Linked DNA regions of Acanthopagrus latus: region 2 is linked to region 1. A link is a contact called in public Hi-C data. All regions are on one chromosome and are shown on one strand. Each heading gives the region's core, a stretch centred on a gene start, on an enhancer-like site or on the middle of the called end of the contact. The rest is flanking DNA. Distances are from core to core; before and after follow the strand shown.

Evidence for each region. Hi-C and Micro-C count contacts between places; a contact is called where the count stands out from the background.
Region 2: a Hi-C map of liver shows a contact between it and region 1, with 4 times the contacts expected there. The contact joins the promoter of cusr here to the promoter of smc3 in region 1. A contact is called at or near these places in 3 of 4 Hi-C or Micro-C datasets (liver and muscle).

The regions. Positions count from the first base shown.
Region 1 is chr1:21,534,165-21,537,010 of fAcaLat1.1, reverse strand. smc3 (structural maintenance of chromosomes protein 3) reads left to right here and starts at 1,427. Exons shown (of 29, transcript XM_037101686.1): 1 at 1,427-1,621; 2 at 2,349-2,424; 3 at 2,622-2,660; 4 at 2,758-2,825. The coding sequence starts at 1,607. It overlaps dusp5 (dual specificity protein phosphatase 5), which reads left to right. Exons shown (of 4, transcript XM_037114919.1): 4 at 1-642. The coding sequence ends at 242.
Region 2 is chr1:21,764,006-21,766,851 of fAcaLat1.1, reverse strand. cusr reads right to left here and starts at 1,484. Exons shown (of 12, transcript XM_037098080.1): 1 at 1,135-1,484. It overlaps LOC119019484 (a long non-coding RNA gene), which reads left to right and starts at 1,367. Exons shown (of 4, transcript XR_005075063.1): 1 at 1,367-1,503.

The DNA of each region.
Region 1 (2,846 bases), core at 178-2,677:
GTTTCATGGGTCAGCTGCTGCAGTTTGAGTCCGAGGTCCTTTCGACCGCCCCGGCTCACGCGGCCACACCTGAACCAGCCACACCCTGCGCCCCAGAGTCCGCCTGCTTTTTTGCCAACGACTTCACCACTACCTTCAACAGCAAAAACTTTGAGCCATCTGTGTTCACCCTCCCTACCTCTTGCCTGCAGGCCCCGGTCCACCACCAGTTCAAACTGAGCCCAATAACTGCACTGCCTTAAAATGAACTGTGACTGCTTGTAGTCTTACTTGAAAGAAAAAGAAAAAGAAAAAATAATGCTGTCTGTGTGCCTTGTGTTGAAATCAGCAGAGCAGATAGACCTGAGATCAGTAACAGAAAGAGAGAAGATAATAGTATTCAGTTCATGGGCCCATGAAATCTATGGGCTTACACAGTCTGATGCTGCTTCCCTGTCCTCTACTCTGCAGCGATAAAACAACACAGCACAGTAATAAACTGCAATATACATGCCTTAGGTTGTTATTGTGATTTATTTGCCTATTCACAAATACAGTCAGGCATTGAAACCTAATTTATTTGAAAACTACTGTCTGTCTGATGTTTTTTCAATAATGTGGATATAAATATGTGTTTAATAAATGTTTTCACCACGAAAATAAAAGCTGTTGTCGTGTAATCATTCTAGCTTTGTGTTTGTAGTGAGTCGATGGGTCTAAAATGAGAAGTTACATATAAGTAATAAGCCTGTTCCCATAAACAGTAAGACAGAACAGAATCCATTGCCTACTTCATAGACTTTGCATTTAGAGTAGAACTTCTGGCAGAACAGGCATACATACAACTGGAGGGGCAACAGTGACACCTGCAGTGACTGCACTGGCCTTCAGAAGCAGATATAGAACAGCACCATTCAGTCAGAATTCTAGATTACTGGTCAACATGTTAGTGTAAGTGGAAAACTTAATGAAAACTAATGCATTAGATTATTCTAAACAAGGTGAAAGAAAAAGAAAAAAAAGTCAAAAGTCCCATTATAATCAGATTGGCAGTGTGCTAATAAAATTCACAGATATAATAAAGCGTTGCATTTGTTAATAATTATTAAAGCTACCGTTATCTATTGACGGGTTGTTGTTTTTTTTTTTTACTTTCCTTCTATTTGCACGTAGTGTGTCATCCACACTTTTCTGTCTTTGGCGCCTAGAAGACAGACAGGAAGACTGTACCAACTGTACAAATAGGGAGGTCAAAATACAACGTCGTGTCAAACATATTATTTACGTAAATTTGTATAGTGACTAAAAGGTAACCGTCATGTATGAACGTGTATGCTGCTTTTCCGTTGACGGATTCGGTCTAAATAATTTCACTATTGCATATAATCTAGTATACATTTATTACTACAACCCTGTTTTCACACAATGGTATTGTCCATTTTATCCCGCCCCCGCCGCCATTTTCCATGTTATTCTCTGTTGCCACACAGGGTTTCACCAAATTTGAATGCATTTATTTCGAATATTTTGTTGAGTTTGGGTTATTAAACACCCGGCTTCTCCAATTTAGTGGAGGAGGGGAGCATATCTCCAAATTCAGCCAAGGAGACAGCCTGCTTAGACAGCCATGTACATCAAACAGGTAAGCTAACGGCATCAGACTTGTGCTTGTTGCAGGCTATCACTGGCCTATCGATAATAAGGCTATGTTAACATTGTCATATAGAGTGATTGTCACCGGAATAACGAGGTCTCGCACACAGTCTAACGTTAATATGTTTGCATTGCTAAGAAAAATCGCACCAAAGACGGCAACAAGTTTAAGAGCCGGCTTGCTAAAGCTAGCTAAGGCTACATTGATCAATCTTGAATTGGACAGCCCGTTCTCCTTCTCGGGATGCTAAGCTAACGCTAACGTGCAAGGCTAACGTTCTGTTAGCGGATTTGTCTCGTTTCTATTAATGTTGCACAGTACCACTTAACACAGAATTTCATTACATGTAAATATGAGCGTTGATAGTATTGTGGTAGGTTAAACTATTTATTTCTTTGTCAATAAGTATGCAAAGCGTTTACGTCCTGAATGAAAAGTAGCCCGTACAGGAGCCGACAGTAACGTAAAGGCCCCGGTGGAAGTCGTACACCGCGTATGATCTATGTGATGCTGCGCTTGGCACACAAGTTGTAACATTACAGCTCAGTCGACTTTGCATACGAGGGCACAGGTTGTTATAAAGCTGCATTTAGGAAACGCTCCTGTCTATTAGCTTCACATAATCACGTCTTGGTACAGTACATTTAACGCAAACCTCAATATGAGGATGTTGAATGACCTTTTTACTTACGGTGGTCTCTGGGTTCTTGTGCAGGTCATCATCCAGGGGTTCCGAAGTTACAGGGACCAAACGGTGGTAGACCCTTTCAGTCCAAAGCACAATGTCATTGGTGTGTATGTGCTTGACTTCAACTGTCCACTCATGTTTTTTTGTGTGATATATTTATATTGAAATTATATCTGGGTGTACTTTGAATGCACCTATACAAGCTCTCAGCCAATATTGGTACTCTAAAGACTTGTCTCATGGAGGTGGCTGTGGACATACCTTACCATGTCCTCATTCTGTGTTTCTTTTCTGTTACAGTTGGAAGAAATGGGTCAGGAAAAAGTAACTTTTTCTATGGTAAGATGGCCTCAAATGATTATACAACACAGCTGTCAGACAATTTTCCCTCAGTGTTTTTGTTCTCTAAAACTGTGTCTCCTCTCTGTTTTCTTAGCCATCCAGTTTGTGCTCAGTGATGAGTTCAGTCACCTGCGACCTGAACAGCGCCTGGCCCTGCTCCATGTAAGTAAAGGGCAAATGTCA
Region 2 (2,846 bases), core at 235-2,734, 230 kb before region 1:
TTTTACGGGACATTAAAGGATTTATGATTCTGATTCTGATCTTATTCTTTGTTTCCTATTCTATCTTACTGAGCACTCTATTTGCATAGTTGACTGGAGAGCAACTAGGCATATGAAGGTATATGACCAGTAAAATTTCTCTCCCGTGTCTCCTCACTTGTCAACTCAGATTCTGTGATCACTTCATTATATTTGGAATCCTTGTCTGGTCCTGGTCATTTGGACACCCACAGGCTCACAACAATAAGGCACTGAGATCCATTCATCAGCTGGTCTCCCTTATCTTACATCACATCCGGTTTGTATTTATAGATGTGGAAACGAAATTCTGTGACAAAAACGAATCTAGCAGTCACTGTAGTGTTGTGAATATATGTTTGTCTAAACTCTTGATTTCTACATCATTTCTCTATACATTGGTTATACTGGGGTCTGCAACATGCAACTTTGGCTTTTATCTTTCTTGTTCGGGGTCGGGGTTGTTTCTGTCTTGAGTCATAGAAATCTCTGACACACACACACACACACACACACACACACACACACACACACACACACACACACACACACACACACACACACACACACACACTTTTTATCTGATCGATGCAGCCATTTAGAAAAAAAGAGACTGTACTCCCGTAGTGACGTTTGGTAAAGCAAGCTGGATTGTGGCCACTAGATGGAGGCAGTGTTGCATATTTATGAGCACATGCATGAGTCACATTTACTGTTAACTGGGATACAACCAGATGCTGCCAGAGCCACAAATGATTCAGTCTACGTGACAACATGAGTAAAAGCTTGAGACACAACTATTGAGGTATCATTTTAGTTTAGTATCATTTTCAGATTAGTTTATACAGGGGGCACACTTCATACGAGGCTGTAGCCTGGCAGAGAGCGCGTTTGACGGTCACTCCAACAAGGTAAGCTTTATTTTCTGATGTACTTTCACAAAGAATACGGCGAAAAATGTGCTAAATATCAAAAGGAACCCACGTGTTCTTGTCCAACGTGTACTTTAATATAGTTTTTATACGTTTAAAGCCTTTAACATGAAATATATCCATCACTGTGTCTGGTGAACGAGCTGGGCACGTCTGAACTGGGCCAAACATAAATAATACACACCGACAGCAGCCCGCCTCGGTCACGTGCGCTCCGTCTTCAAGCAAGGGATTTGCCAAAAAGTGCGTCACACGCCTCTGTGAATGAAACGCCACTTCCTGCCACATTGTGAGCCGGCGTTTCCGCCTTAGCCGGCTTACTAGATCTACACAACATACGTGCCGCCCGCTCCGGCCGCAGGGGGGCCGGTCAACACCATCGTGTTGGTCGCACGTCAGTGACAGTCCTCCGACTCGTCGTGCCTGAGCGGAACCATTGAATTCAAACAGTGAATCCGAGGGAGAAAAGGTCCGGGGACGCTTGTGTTTGTGCGGCTCGACAGGCTGTCAGGCTGCTAACCTGAACCTGGGAGCCGGTGATCCTCACAAGGAGGTATTTGGATGACTGGGTTCACGTGTCGTCACGTTCAAGTCAACACTGCGTGGATGTATGTTGTTTTGCGTTCTGCCTGTTCACTGTCTACATGTTTATGGGCCACACGCGGACTCTGTGACCATAACAGCTTGGTAACCCTCTACTGAGGTATTATAACCAATGTTTAAGAACATTTTGTCCAGCAGCAGTTATCTGGGGCGTTCAAACAGCTGCACCATTGTTTACTTTCAGTATAAATAGCTGTTTGTTGTCATTGATATCCTGGGAGACTCTCTCTTTGCTCTCACCAGCACTGATTTAGTCACACAGTAACATTTCATTACAGTAGCAGATCTGCAGAGTGTTTTCATGCATTCATTCTGTATTAATAGCTGACATGTTTTCTCACTGATGAATGTTTAATGTTGGAGGGAAAACATAGCTCTTTAAGTTACAGCCAGGCTTTGCAGTGCACCTTTTGTATTCAGAGGTCAGGGTCAGCGCCTCCTGCAGCTGATACAGATTCACTCGAATACTCACACCCCACTTTCAAGAACAAACTGGAAAAAGAACACTGTCTCAGAGCATTTACGAGTTTAAGTTGCTTGCTTTCTTGTTGGTGGTATTCAAGTCACAATATGAGAGATACGCTTGTAATTATTCCCAGAAGGGGGATTCAAGTGTTTCAGCAGCACAAGGACAGAAGTAAGTACTGATGCATAGAGAAACCTAAAATAGTTTAATAATTACAATGAATTACAATCAAAGTACAAGTAAAAACTAAAATACCGAATTGCAAATCACAAGTCAAGAGTAACAGCAAAGCCCCTATGTGCAGTTTTACAAAATGTATATGGTGTCTGTCTGATTCATATTGGATGGTGTAAAGTTTTGCCTTTTGAAAAATTAGACACTTCTGGGGTAATTGTTGTCTTTGTTGTTGCTTTTAGCCAGTTCATTTTTATTTTCAGTGTCAGTGACAGTGTGTTCTTTGTGACTACTAGAGATATTATCTGCTAATATTGACCTATCAAAGACATATTGGTGTTCGTATATGTTTATATACATAATGTGAAAATAAGCGCTTTCTCCCACAATGATATGCAGTGAAACAGTACATGTCACTGGGAATATATTGTTAAACTCTAAAATATCCACTATTACATATCTTTGTCACAAGTGAAAACAGCATGGGGGGCCACTGCAAAAACTGTACAGTATATGCTGTATATATGGAATATCGGCTGATAGTAGCAGTATTGGAATTTTTCGACTCCCCAGCACCAGTATTGGGCCCAAAAGTTCTGTATGAGTCAGGCTCCAGTACTACCACTGAGTCACAGTAAAGTAAGACAACATGA